Regions from separate parts of the Mus musculus genome. Here regions 2 and 3 are each linked to region 1. The links are chromatin contacts, called in public Hi-C maps. All regions are on one chromosome and are shown on one strand. The core of a region is the stretch at or near the end of the contact, and the rest is flanking DNA. Distances in the headings are between cores, read along the strand shown. Region 1 holds the start of P2ry10 (purinergic receptor P2Y, G-protein coupled 10). Region 2 holds the start of Cysltr1 (cysteinyl leukotriene receptor 1). Region 3 has its middle 19 kb from the start of Itm2a.

Evidence for each region. Hi-C and Micro-C count contacts between places; a contact is called where the count stands out from the background.
Region 2: a Hi-C map of Th2 cells shows a contact between it and region 1, with 3 times the contacts expected there. The contact joins the promoter of Cysltr1 here to the promoter of P2ry10 in region 1. A contact is called at or near these places in 2 of 39 promoter capture datasets (the C10 cell line and hippocampal neurons) and 1 of 484 Hi-C or Micro-C datasets (Th2 cells).
Region 3: a contact with region 1 is called in a Hi-C map of CD4 T cells, with 6 times the contacts expected there. The contact joins the enhancer-like site here to the promoter of P2ry10 in region 1. A contact is called at or near these places in 9 of 39 promoter capture datasets (the C10 cell line, cranial neural crest, embryonic stem cells and 3 more), 2 of 484 Hi-C or Micro-C datasets (both in CD4 T cells) and 3 of 9 other capture datasets (adipose tissue, liver and macrophages).

The regions. Positions count from the first base shown.
Region 1 is chrX:107,086,748-107,091,724 of GRCm38.p6, forward strand. It overlaps P2ry10 (purinergic receptor P2Y, G-protein coupled 10), which reads left to right and starts at 2,586. Exons shown (of 3, transcript NM_172435.4): 1 at 2,586-2,680; 2 at 2,811-2,985.
Region 2 is chrX:106,601,326-106,606,302 of GRCm38.p6, forward strand. It overlaps Cysltr1 (cysteinyl leukotriene receptor 1), which reads right to left and starts at 2,354. Exons shown (of 4, transcript NM_021476.5): 1 at 1,910-2,354. All of the region lies in intron 1 of Gm5127 (predicted gene 5127), which reads left to right.
Region 3 is chrX:107,419,448-107,424,424 of GRCm38.p6, forward strand. No RefSeq gene overlaps it. Among named protein-coding and RNA genes, the nearest start is that of Itm2a, 19 kb to the left of the region's middle. Within about 2 kb of position 2,029, at least 11 of the 459 cell types and tissues checked have an H3K27ac peak or open chromatin away from gene starts, as enhancers often do.

The DNA.
Region 1 (4,977 bases), core at 1,336-3,835:
ATAAAATAGTTCAGAGTGATAGTTTATGGATATACAGACAGAAATCAGAGCGTTTAGGAAATGGTTTATCCAAGAGTTTGTGTTGACTGGTTCTAATTAAAAAATATTTGAGGTCAAAATTCACTTTTATATTATAGTTTTTACTCAGTAGTTGAGGAAATATTGATGTTAGTTCAAAGGGGTTCATACTATAGCATATTACTCCAAACAAATGTAAAACATAGAAAGTTAGGCAAAGACATAATAATTGAGTCATAAAAGTCATTAATCTAAAAGGACATACTATAAAAATCCCTTTCACTATCAGTAGAGTTGAAACTGGCTCTGTTTTTTAGTAGACTCTGAAAAAGAGGAATATCTATAGCCATAATAATTAAATTATTCTGGTTGTTTAAGAAAAATTGAGAATTTCCAGATTCTAATTTCAGATAGATTCCCTTAAAAATAAATTATATGTTAATGAATAATATTCTCAATAATGGTTATTATTACTTATTAAAGATTACTTTTAGAGCACCTAATAACATTTAAAGTGTAATTGTAAACTTATTAAAGATTACTTTTAGAGCACCTAATAACATTTAAAGTGTAATTGTAAACTTTTCCCAGTGTAGGAAATATATATGATGCAGTAACCAAGAAAAAAGGAAGCATCCAAGTTGATGTGACAACTGCCCTAAATTTAGATTATTATGGCTGGGATATTGACACACAGACCAGCAACTGAACTCAGCAACTAGTAAGTTAGGGATGCTTGTTAAGTTAGCTCTTTTTGTTTGTCTACAGATTTGTTCCTTGTAGACGACCTACATATTTCCTGAATTTAATTTTTTTTCCTTGCCTGATCTGGGTCACTAACTTCTCATCTGTTCCTTTCCTTGTTAGAGATGATGATAGGCAAGGCTACTTGAATACAAGAGAGAGGTGGGGTAAGTAACCACGCTTTTCTTCTAGCAACATTAAGAAATTGTCTGCGAAATGAATGTGGTATGTGGTGACACTGGTCACTTGTCAGGAAAGGATTTCTTTCTCCTTCTATCCCAGGCTTTGGCCTCAAAGTTCAGCAGATCTTGAAGTACATATGTATTTTTCAGAGAAGGATAATACCTTAGAAAACTGGCTCACAATGCTCATACTCGCAAGGGACAGATTTGCAACAGGACGCCAATTTAATAATTTATAGTACAGAAAAGAACTGCCAAATGGACTGAGATGTGTGTTGGCCTGTCAGCTTAGTCTCTTTTCAGTAAGGATGCCAAATCAAAAAACGAAATTAACAACAGATTGGAGCTGGATAAATCTATGCAATCCGAATTAAGAAGAGGACTGCAAGGTCAAGCTTGTTTCATTACATAGTTCAGCCAGGAAGAATACCCTATTTTGTTGCCAATCCTCACAAGTCATGGTCCTATCATCAATCAGCCCAGACTCTTAGTTTCTAATGCTAAAATCATTTCTTTTCCATCCCTCAACGCCCCTGTGACTTTTTATTGGACATCCCTGAGTGCTGGGCCTAGCTCCACCTAGATCTCTAACGGTTCTGCTTTTCTAAGATGCATTCGTTGCAAAATGAGCTGTTGCAGTTCCAGGTTGCCCTCCTACAAAAACGTGGTCTACTATTTCCTTCTTTCACCAGTCTTATCTGTGAATCAAAATGCTACTCTTTGACCTAACCCACAAGTATTTATGTTTTTCTTCCTTACTATGGTTATTACCCAGAAAGTTTGTTGCAGCTGCAGGCTGCAAAGTCTAAGTGTGGTTCTTTCACATGCCTGTAGAGGTTTGTACTACTTTGTAAGTAAGCCTTGTTTCTGAGATTTTTTTCTGAAACTTAGCTGAAAGTGTTGTTTCTATGTGTGTAGTATTTACTTGCGTATTTCTGACAATTCCATAGACATTGTGAAGAATCATTGTGAAGACTCCTATTACACTAGAGGCAGATCTGTGATCAATCACACTTTTCTTTTACTTACATGTACATTCCTTGAGAATTCATTTATTCACCCACTTGCACACTTTTCACTTAAACATTTGTGAAAATACTTTATGTACAGTACAAAAATAATCTAGACATAGCCTTTGCTCTCAGTATGATGTAGTTTTCAGTATAGCAAAGGCACAATAAATAAACAAAACAAGTTAAGTACACATTAAAATGTGAATCTAGAAATGGACTGATAGAGATGAGGATGATCTAGATTGAGTGGAAAGTTTAAACTGAGAGAGTCCCATTGTTAGTTTTGATATGTATTTTGAAGTTTGCCTCCCAAAATTCAAAGAGCAGCAGCTTCCCAGGTCTTAGGTAAATTTTCTTTATATTTGGCTTAGAAGTCTTATCTTGGCCCCAAACCTACTGGATTTAGTAAGAAAAACATTCGAGTTGTGGTAGAAGGAAATAAGGTAGGTAACAGTTAAGAAGACAAGGACGTATTAGCTGTTTGTACAGCACAAACGAAATAAAGAAGAAATCACACTTGATTAACGTCATCTGCTCAAGGGACTTACCTACGTTCTGTGCAAGCAAGGTTTCTGTGGTGAGACATTAATGTGCTCTACTTCCTCTTTCAACATTATTTTTCTTTCAGTTATCAGCAGGATATGTGCTTGCTGCCCAGAGTTGTACCTTTTTACTCTCATCTCTTTGCAAATATACAAGACTCTATCCCAGCTCAGCATCAGGGTAAGTTCTAGCCCAGCACCTGTAACTTTGTGGTTCTGTTTGGGAGGATTGGTGGAGAAAGAAAGATCTGGACTGGGGCAGATGTGAAGGCCGTGTTTTGAATAAAATGGTCTTTGGTTTCCCATCTCAGGATTGTTACAGAGGGAAGAAATGTGATTGTCTTTCAGTCTAGCCAGAGTTCAAAGTGAAGTATAATGTGATCAGCTTCCACTGTTACAATAGCAGTATGAAGGATGTGATGCAACTCACTGCTTGCTAAAGGGGCTTTCTATACAGTTGACAAGGAGTAGTGGATGCCACAAAAGGTAAGTACAGTGTTGCATTTAGTCTCATTTGGAACAATTTGACATACTTAGTCAATAAAAGAGGATTTGAACTTGTGCTGTGTGTAATTTATCTAGTTACATACAAAAAATAATCTAGGTTTGAGCTCTTAATGGTAATCTTAGCTTACAGAGATACTGGGACAAATAGTATTTTTTTTTTTCTCTAGCATGAAGGAAGACAGTCTGATGATTTATTTTGGAGCTAAAAGGTCTATACAGATAAAAATTCCTTATGATACAGTCAAATTATCTGAGACAGTGAGATGAAGCCACTTAAGAACATTCAGGTAATTAGTGGCAGAATTACAGCTATGAACTGTGTCTTAAAACACATGTTCATTTTTCCTTACAGAAGACTGTGTCTTTCAGTAGTATAAAACTACCTATGACCCGTTTGATTGTCAAAGTTTGTTCAGAGGTATTCCTTGATTCATTGTTGTTCTAACTTCAATGCTTAGAGATAGCAGAGTTCAAATGTGAGACACTTATCTTTTCAGTGAATGCACTTTAGAGTGGAGCTAGCAGTAGTGAGTCAAAAACCAGCTTCTCTAGGGATTTCTTCATGGCAGACTGTGTGCTTGGATAATCCCAGAATTAGTCTACATACAATGATGCCGACTTTGCTCAGCTTCTCAAGAGAAGAGAGTCTCGATTTTTAGAATTCTTCAAGTGGGGATATTTTTGTTTTGCTTGTTTAAATAAATGCAGGGAGTCATTGTTATAGTTACTAATTAGAGAATTTATGCAAAACTAAAATACAGGGTACATGGGTAGGCGTTATGCAAATATACTTAGGGTTTCTAATTGTCTAAACTATACGGATTATCTAGGCCATAAATTTAGGACAGTTGCTTTTTATAATGTTTTTTGCTGAATCCAATTGCTTCTTTGGTCAAACACAGTTCTTTTTAGGGCCTAATTGAAAAAGTTGTTCGGTTTGAACTGTATGGACTATTAAATCCAAGTAGTGAAAGAACAAAGAACTCCAAGTGAATAAGCACAGTTTTGGGGGAAGTTTTGGGGTGGTACTTGGTGGCTGTGTTTGAGATAAATAACTTGGGGTTCTATGATGCTCTTGCCATGGTTCTAACAAAGAACACAGATATGTTTGCTGTGAAACTACAGTATGGACAATTTTCCACAATCAGGGCAATGGTTGGGTGGGGAGTTCTACAGTGTACTTTAATTAAATTATCCCAAAATTTTACTTGAAGTTCATATCAGGATTTGAAAGACATTAGTTCTTTCAAGAAACAAACAAACAAAAAATTAATGAAAGCTTGCTGTTGTAAAGAACCAATCCTGGACTTAGAACAATCTACTCATTGCATTGGTACTTTGTAACTATAGTGTATGTTGTCACCAAGAAGAATGTGGACATATATACTTTTAGCACTTTTATTAGAACAATGATTTTGCTTTTTTTTTAAAAACACATCTCTGGTTCTTTTTCTTTTTCATTTTTTCTAAGACAACTACCCCTACTATCAAGGAAAATAGAAGTAATTTTTATATACATGTTTGCTAAGTTGTGCTGGTTTCTTAATGACAAGAGCTTTAAAAGAGAAGGAGAGTTGAGAGGATGAGGAGGAGAGGATGAGGAGCCATCGAGCTTGTACTTAGGGAATGAATAGAGCTTCATTCCAGAACTGACTTTCCATCCTGAGCCCATTGCTTAATCGTTTTGGGAAATGGGATTACTTATTTTGAGTGCTAGTATCCTCAAGTTTCAATTAAATAATTCACTAATAATATCATTTGTAATTATCATTCAACAATGATTTTTGATAATTACATACACACAACTATAATGTTCTAAGTATATCTTCTCAGCAGGGTAGTGGCTGCATCAGGATCTGGCAGTGACAGTAGTGAGAGGGGTAGTGCCCATAACAGACAAGGTAAGTTAGAGCTAGAACAGAGTTAAAGACCATTGAGCTTAATTTTCTTATTTTAATAATAAAGAAATGA
Region 2 (4,977 bases), core at 1,104-3,603, 490 kb before region 1:
ATTATCTCATCTTGCTACATTCTTTATGTTTATAGTCACAGCAGCATTGTGATTTCCCCTAAGAATGGGGACTATGTCTTAACCACTTTGGAGGTAAGACATTTTTTGTATTACGCTTAAACAATACTTTCTTTGCTAGATTATAATAACTTTGAGATATTTTAATAGGAACCCGAGAAAGAGTAAAATAGACAAAATAGCTAGGGATGTAGCTCGGTGGTAGAGTGCTTGCTGAGAATGCTCAGAAGCCTGTGTTCAAACTTTTCACCTCCAAAATAAAAGTGGAAGCCCAGAGAGAAAGAGCTATACTAATTGAGAAAGTATTACATGATATCAAGGTTTCCAAATTTGACATGTCGTTTGCGTTCTTTCTCTTTAGGATTCCTCATTATCAGCCCACGGTACACCAAAGGCCAATTTATAATTTCCTGGGCCATAGAAGAATCATTCTTCTCTGATAGAGTTTATAAATGCATCAGGTTTGATTCAAGTTAGGAGGGGACAGGTAATGGGAAGTGAAAAAGGCTAACAGTAAATCAGGAAGACTCTGACAGGGCTAGCTCAGCCTTACTCCAGCCTGTGACATTTTTTTGTTTTAATTGATCGGATCATGGTCTAGATTATTTTTTGTAGGACTCGAATGCCCAACATAATTAGGATTTTTCAGAGAACGAGGAGCAGTATTATTAAAAGAGATAGATGTAAACATAATATTTTGATTATGTTTATCTACTATGTAGACAGAGGTAAACTTTAGTCACAATTGGGGTACTAATTGTAAAATTATGACAGGAAATAATTTTTCAGTGACTTAAACTTGATGCCACAGATATGATAAATTTAAAATTATCTAGACACAAATTTTATCTAAAATATACTCTGGTAATAATACTTTATAAATCTTTATAAAATGTTTGCTATCATTCTTAAAGCAGTATACAAACAGATCCAAGTTAGATGCCCTCTAACTATATGGTAGTTTGATCTCCTTGATTTCAAAACAATTGCAGAGACAGGGATTTAGAACCACTGAATTTAAAAAGGTAGTGCCTGCCAGTCTATTTGCATACCATTGAAAATAGCTAAGAAGACAAAAAAACGTTCTTGTCCCATGTGGTTGATTAAATTGTATGACTTCTTAGTCTAATGTTAACCTAGTGAGTTTAGCCCTAAGTTACAAAGTAGGTCATAGGTATTTCTACTAGTTGTCTGTAAGTTGATAGGGCTTTCTTTCTGTAGTCTTGAGTCAAATGGCCAGTTTCTAGCAGCGTGGTGTGTTGCAAGGAAATTCCTTAACCTGTCTGAGTCACTTTTCTCTTTACCTAAGAGAGGGGCCTGGGGGAGGGTAGAATGAGAACTATGATGAGAATGAAGGAGTGGGGGAAAGAGGGACATCCTGTCTCAATTATAGGATGCAAAGAAGGTGAAAAGTGTGAAACTTTGAGCAGGATGTAAAGTGAATTAAGTAAGAAGAAAACAAAGCATGAAAGTGCCTCGTGAAAAGTCTAGGTCAGCCCCCAACTGGTTGGTTTACGTGCAGCAGCAGCCGCTGAACACATTCTTTCCACATTTAAATCTGCATTACAGAAGCTCCAGGGTAGCCTTAAGATGGGAGCTTGAGGCCGATTTTGCACTTCTGGCTGAGTCGTAAAGGTGCTGGAGGCTTGAGGAATGCCACCTCAACAGTTTGCCATTTTGAGCGTGCAACAGAGGCAGTGAGCTACACTTGCTGACAGGCTGATTAGACGATCAGAGCTCTGGCCAAGAACCAAAGCCGAAAGAATGCAGATGTTCAGATTAGCAGCTTAATTCAAGGCAGATAAGGCAGGGCAGTTATCCACAATCTCTGAGGCATTTGGTAGAATCTGCCATCAGTTCAACTTTGCTCCAACCAACCCAATTTTCTTACCTGCTGATTCCAAGCTTCACAGTTTAAGGTCCTTTTGCTCCCTGAAGCAAGATCCAAATCTTCAGAAATTCCAACCTGCTAGTCTCCTGGTGAGCTAACCCTGGATGGTGAGCTGCAAATAAGTCTGGATATTCGGGATGGTCCACTCCATTCACAGGGCTCCTGCTCTTTAGGAATGTTTCTTTTCCAGAGGAGAGAGGTCAGGCCATGGCACATTTGCTAGCCAATAGACCTCGACTCTTCTTCCTGTTTCTTAGTACTTCTCAAGCCGCTTCAACCCCGCCAGAGTTTGGCTTCCCTGGTTTAAAGTGGGGGAAGGGAAAGAGCGGAGAGGGAAGAAGAATAGAAACTGGAGACTTGCACGTAATATGCACAAATGAGTGTTTATCTCTGGCTACTGCAATAGAATCCTCAGGAAGTCATGCAGCTGCTCTGAGGTGGGAAGTAAGGAGGAGTGTCTGCTGTTCAGCTTACTTCTCTCTGATTTTTATGACTGGAGGGTGCTTAGGCTATTTGTAGGCGGGGAAAAGATAATCCTACCAGTATATGCTAATATATCTGGCATTATGTGAAACTTGATCTTAAGATATACTTCCTCTTTACCTCTCTCCTTCCATATATCCTCTCTCCTTCACAGGCTGTATGTGTGTGTGTCCCCCTCCTTCATGAAATTTGTGATTCTATAAGAATTTTGAAAAGCATTTTTCTTTTTGATTGTCTCATATCCTAGGAGGAAAAGGACATGCCAATCTAGAGTGTGCTAATTAGAACCTGAGGTGTGATTTGATGTTGAAGACAAATTGATAAGATTTTGAAGTAAACTGGGTGAATGAACTACTTTGAATTTTACTATGAAAGTCCTGTGTTGGGATACACACACACACACACACACACACACACACACACATTGTGTAAACGTAGCCTTATTATTAATAACTAGTTGGAAGGACTTGTAAATGTCCTTATAACAGTGGCTTTCTGGCCAGTTATGGGCTACAAGAAAGAAATTTCTCAAATTTTCCATCTTTAGGCAGCCTAATGACTTTACAGTCACTCTTTATCCTCTTCCACGGAATCCTTGGATGCAGTGGTAATGATGATGCTTGGGAGAAAAGGTCGTCCAAGAACATTTAAAAGGGAAGCAAACATTTGGATTCAAGAGCAGACTTTAATCCTATCTTGGGAATTTTATTGCTATTTTAGCCAGTATTTATTCAATGGAATTGAGTTTATAAGAGATACAGAGTATAAAGTTTTACTTCCCCTCCAGTATGTGTTGTTTTCAAGGAGTTTGAGTTATGGCAGAAGGGGTATTTTTTTTTAGATACTGAAGAAAAGTGCTTTAAGATAGCACCACTTGGGGCTGGTGAGATGGCTCAGTGGGTAAGAGCACCCGACTGCTCTTCCAAAGGTCCAGAGTTCAAATCCCAGCAACCACATGGTGGCTCACAACCATCTGTAATGAGATCTGATGCCCTCTTCTGGTGTGTCTGAAGACAGCTACAGTGTACTTACATATAATAAATAATAAATAAATCTTAAAAAAAAGAAAAGATAGCACCACTGTTGGTGTAGCATCGAGGGGGTGCCCCCCCCCTCTGACTTCTTTATTTCTTTAGTTGTGTCTCTGTTCCTGAGTGATGGGAAGAACAGGCTTTCCATCAGCTCTGACAGGGCTTCACTTTCTATTAGCTGCTCCAATCTTACTGTGTTTTCTGGAACTGACTGCATTCCATTTCTCCTTTCCTTCTCTCGCCATCCTTTCTTCTCCATCCAGTTTCGTTGCAGCTATCGCCTTACATTTTCAGAAGATGTTAACAGGGTAGACTGACACCTCTCTACTGTTACCTCCCTGCTTCCCTCTCCTCACTTTCCTAGATGCTTTTCAGTTCTGACATTTTAAAAAGTGTGGTAGAGAAGATCAAGTAAGGAGAGCGCTGGAAAATGGGTCTTCACATATATATTAGATGATGAATCTGTGTTAGTAAAACACCACTAGGTAGAAAGTTAAGGGGTTTTCAGTCATGTAGTATTCACATACCCACTCTAGGCCAAAAGATCTTCTATGGAGAGTATACAGATGCAGAGCTGAAGGGGCCTGGAAAATGATCTTGTTTAAAATTTAATTTTAGCTGAAATGGATATGACATTCCTGTTTTATTATTGCTTTCTCCAGGTGTTATCCCATTGCTTTGTTTAGATTGTTTAATAAGTAATACTGTTCAGCTTTCTCATACTGCAGATAAGAACGTAGACCACAGAAGAAGCTCTCACAAGATGTATTTCGGCTAAACTGTCTTTTGTAGGTTTACTTTTTATCATTTTCTTTTTTAATTGTAAATAAAGTTGTTTTCATGCAATATATTCTGATAACAGTTTTCTCTTTCCTAATCTCCCAAATCTTCTCCTACTCCCTGTATCTCCCACTCTATTGCTTCTTTCTCTCTCTTAAGAAAACATGCAGGCAAATACAAAAGCCAGGATCAAACAGACAAACAAAATAACAATTGAGAAAAAAAGAAACAAAGAAAGAACATGAGAAATGATACACACACATATGTGATGAAAATAAAAATAAAAATATATCTTTACACACTTCTTTACATGCACACACGCATGCACACGCACACAATAAAATCACTCAAAATCAGGAACAATACAAGCAAGAGATCAATAATATAAAAACCAAACCAAAACCAAAATATCCAAACAAAGCAATGTGAGACAAAAATAATAAACAAAATTATCTTTGCATTCGTTTTGTGTTGACAATCTAGCATTGGGCATGGAGCCTGGCCGTAAGTGTGGTTTGTATATTCAGTGAAACACCATTGGGAAAAAAATAAAACCTTTTTTCCTGTGTGAGTCCTTTTAATTGGAGGTAGCTTCTGGGACTCTTCCTGGCTTGGGCCTGTGCAGGCCCTGTGCATGCTACCACAGTCTCTCTGAGTTCATATTTATGACAGCCTTGTGTCGGGAAGATACTGTTTCCTTGGAGTCATCCATCCCCTCTTTTCTCATCCTCTACAGAGTTCCCTGAGGTCTGATGGGAGAGACTTGATGGGCAC
Region 3 (4,977 bases), core at 779-3,278, 330 kb after region 1:
TTACCTCTGCTCACAGTGATGCCATGAATTTCTGGCTACCTAGTCTTGAGTATATACTCAGACTCATGTAAGGCAATGAGTTCATTTGTTTATAATAGCATTTGCCTTTGACTATGATCAGCAAGTTTGACTGTCCTTCTTATTCACTCATCATATCCCTGATTAACTGTTATGTATTTAGAGTTGTCTGTACTATGTTTGAGCATTTGACCTACAGATCAGATCACATCAGATATGTTTTACTCAGGCAATCCCAGAAGAATGTGTACTCCAAAAATATATAATACGGTACCCAAGAGTAATTATGGAGAAGAACTATGATTCATTTGGACGTATAAAGTGTATGCAGTCTGTCATGAGTCTATATACATTGAATACAGAAATATCAAAGACATTTCTGTACTTTTTATTTTAATATGAAATGTTAAAATTAATTTCCAAGTATTTAAAATTAATAGGTAAAAAAATAAAAAATGAGCTATATCCAGTAGCCTGTTGCTATAGAGATGATGCGAGCAAAATTATAGCAAAATATTCATTTTTCATGGGAGTATATACTAGAGAGGGAGTACTCAAGTCACTTATTTGCAATTTCATGTGATAAGGGCAAATATTAGCCCTATAGTGATGAAAAAGGTTATGTGGTCTTACAGTAACAAGACTGTTTCCAATTATCTAGAGAGTCTTCAGTTCTCTACATTCCTTTGGGTAGACTTAGCCACAGGAACATTGGAATACAAATATTATTCCTTGATTTGATTCCAAGAGAAGCAATTGAATCACAAAATGGAAAGGACAAGAACCAAGAATTAACTGACCTTTTTTTTTCCCTCTGCTGGATATAGTCAACTTATTCAGATACTACATATCTACTTTTGTGAAACCTATTATACTTTTTATGAGGAGAGTGAGACTCCATGAATTTCTCTGTCACTCAATTTTAGAAAACCATTAGTGACTTTTTAGGTTTATTTCTTTTGTTTCCCAACAATTGAAAGTTAAAAATTGTGCAGGAGTTCTAGGAAGGAGGCTCAATAGGTAGTGCATTTACTTCTTAAATATGAAGATATGAGTTTGGACTTTACAGATGTATGTACATATGTAGAAGCCATACATACATACATGCCTCTTAATTTGGGAATTACAGGGCCAGCAATCCTGGACAAAATAGCAAAAGCCCAGTTCATATGTGATCCTCCCTCAAGCAAAAAGATGGACATCATCTGAATACTAATACCTGAAGTTGTCCTTTGTTTTCCACACTCACATGTGTGTGAGCGCACACACACACACACACACACACACACACACAGTTAAAGAGAGTATTATATTAAATGACTTTTATTGTTCTCCAAATGCTTTAAAGAAAGATATAGTACAAGCCTATGTCATGAGGCTTACTTTAAAGAAACAACAACACCCAGCAAGTCCCAAACAATTGCATAATACTGAGTCAGTTTTTATGTTAATATGATAAAAAATAAAGGATGTTTTAAAGGATAGAATGGGGAGGTAGAAGAGGCTATTTCGTCTCTAAGTGGGTCGTTATCTAGGAGAAATGCATCACAGACGAGAGTTGCTGTCAAGTTCACATAGTCTAATTTCAGCACTAATCCCTAAGTTGGTATTTTTTTAGATGGTTGATAAAATATGTAGATTTCAATGGTTTTACTATTTATGTATATTTGATGTGTTTGTTGGTGGTGTAAGATAATTAACAAATGTATGTGAATACATTTGAATATATGCACATACTCAATTTGAGCATATATTTGGCCTAAAATTCAGACTGACCAAAAACTGGAATTTGTAAATTCATAGAACTTCATGTTACTTTTCAAAATAATTTGTTGAATTGTAGATAGGTGTTGTATAAAATTTCAATACAGAGTATGTTTTGTGACATGATGATGCATATGTATGTTTCTATGTTTTTTTGATTTTTCTTTTTTAGTTGTGGGTTGTGTACAGGAAGTAGTGAGAACATTCAATGAAAATCTTAAGAGGAAATGACTTACATGCGTGGCTGGCTAAGACACCTGGAAACTTGAGAAAACTTGATGCTAATTTGGTATGCAGTAGGTATACTTGAAATATATCTTAAATCTGTCCTCCGGTTTTACAGTTTTCTGTACAGAGATAGTGGTAGATAACAGAACAAAAGCAAATGCAATGTGTAAAATCAAAAGAAAGCAAGTATCTAAGAAAGAGCTGTGAATGTGACTAACTTCAAAGTCAACCTGTCAAAGATTTTACTTTTAATTACAAAGAGTAGTGCTGTATTTGACTAATGCTCTGACAGGTATATTTCAAACAAATCCAATGTGACTTAACTTTATGTCTATTATATTTTATAGAACAAATTGGATCGTTGAGTAGATTAAATTCCACAAAGCAATGATAATTTCATATATATTATGATCAAGCTTTAAGTAAATGAATTGGAAGACCATTGAGAGGTCTTACCTTCATGTGTACCATACTGACGAATTGTCACACTTCTGGATCAGGGCACAATGGAGCAGGAAGTACAAAAGTAATATTTGCTCACTTATGCCTAATAATTACTCTAAATGGAAAATTTATATAAATTAACATTCCCATATCACATTGGATTTTACTTTACTTTTGCTTTACTTTCCTCCCTGCTGCGAAATAAAGTATATGCTAATGATCTTTAATAGAAATTGCATTCTTTCACTGTTTCAATTTTATGCTAAATTGACATTTATATATAAGATAATATACTCACAGTTCTCACTCATTGTTTAACAATACTGCCCAGATAAACCAATTATTTTTGTTTTGATTTGTTCCTCTTTACCCTTCCTATAGTTCAGGAAGCTAGAGTTTTCAACTTGTAGCCAATTTCATTTGTATTCATATCTGCATTTACCATTTGCCTTGGATAGAAATTATCTTTAAATAAAAATTTCTTTGAATATGAATTATAAAAAATGCCTATAAATTTTAAAATTATTGATAAACCTTGGTGGACATGTTTTTAAAAATAAGAATCATCCAGAGAAAAAGACAATTAACTGTTTGGAACCCATGAACACTATCAGATAGTTACTCAAAAGTTAAAATCTTTAGTTTTGGTAACAAATGGAATATATTTGCTCATCACTCTAATTATGGCTTACACTTACTTTGTCATCATAATCAAATTATTAGATGCCAAGTTTAATTGACGCTTGTGCAGGCAAATGGATGGAACTAGGAAATATCCTGACTGAGGTAACTCAGACCCAAAAGGACATACACTGTATCTACTCACTAATAAGTGGATATTAGCCGAAGAAGAAGAAGAAGAAGAAGAAGAAGAAGAAGAAGAAGAAGAAGAAGAAGAAGAAGAAGAAGAAGAAGAAGAAGACCTAAGATACAGTCCACAGAACTCAAAAGGGTCAACAAGCTGAAGGGCCCAAGTGAGGATGCCTCAGTCCCACTTGGGAGGGAGAAGAAAGCATTCACAAGTGGGGAGGGAGGGGGAGACCTGGGAGGGAAACTGGATGGGGGGAAGGGAGAGGTGAACCTGATCTAGTACTGGGTGAGGGAAAAGGACTGAAGTCCTGAGGGCCAGCGGAAAGAATGGAAACAGGCAACCTCAGGTAGGAGGTTTGGGGGACCCTCCAAAAATGTACAAGAGACCTGGGTGGTGAGAGACTCTTAGAATTCAAAGGGAGGGACCTTAGATGAAATGCTCAACAGTAGGTAGAGGGAACTTATAGAGTCCACCCCCGGCAGGAAGACAGGGCATTAAATGAGAGCGGGGGGGGGGGGGTTGCCATCCCACAGTCAAAACTCTGACCTATAATTAATTGTTCCTGTCTGAATGAGCTACAAGGATGGTAATGCAGAGGATCCTGAGGAAAAGAAGGTCTAACAACAGGCCCAAAGTCGGATCCTGCTTAGGGTGGAGGTTTCAAGGTGTGACACTATTACTGAGGCTATTGAGTGCTCACAAAAAGGGACCTAGCATGACCACATTCTGGAAGACCCAATAAGCAGCTGATGAGTCAGATGCAGATATTTGCACCCAACCAGTGGACAGAAGCAGCTGACTCCTGTGGTTGAATTAGGAAAATGCAGAAAGAAGCTGAGGAGGAGGGCGACCTCTAGGAGAAACAACAGTCTCAATTAACCTGAACCCCTGAGATCTCTCAAACACTGGCCTATCAACCAGGCAGCATAAACTAGCTGATATGAGGCCCCCCAACACATATAGAAGAGAGGGCATCCAGGTCTGTGTTCATTCAGAGATGAAGCACCTAACCCTCAAGAGACTGGAGGCCCCAGGGAGTTTAGAGGTTTGGTGGGGTGGAGGGTGGGGACATCCACATGGAGACAGGGGGTGGAGAGGAGGTATGGGATATGGAACAGTTTGAGCATGGACAGGAAGGGGCAATAAAATCTGGAGTGTAAAAAATTGATGCTTTTAATTTATTATGAATTATGGGCTGTGAATTCTCAAATCTTTCCAAATATGGGATCAATATTAACACAAAAAATGTTCAACTCCATCAGTTCTCTAGAATTCTCACTAAAATTAAAGGTGTATTACAAATTGAAATCTTGTCAAGTATATAGCTAAATAATAAGACTCTTGTAATGAAATCATGGAAAGAAATAAGGTGTGAAACAACTGATTTTGTGAGCCCTTTTTCTTTGTAAAACTTTAACACACATAAGGTCAATCAGACAAAGGCATATGGGAGATATCAGCATTGTAGATAGATAGATAGATAGATAGATAGATAGATAGATAGATAGATAGATAGATAGATAGATGATGTTGATAATGTCAGAGAACTAGAAACAATTTAGCTTATGTTTAGATGTTGTTATGGTTTGGTTATGACATGTTCCCTGCAGGCTCATGTATTGAAACCTTGTCCCTAGTTCATGGTGTTATTTTAGGAATTGGTGAAAACTTTAGGATGATCCTGGATAAAGGAAGTGGTCACGGGGGTATGT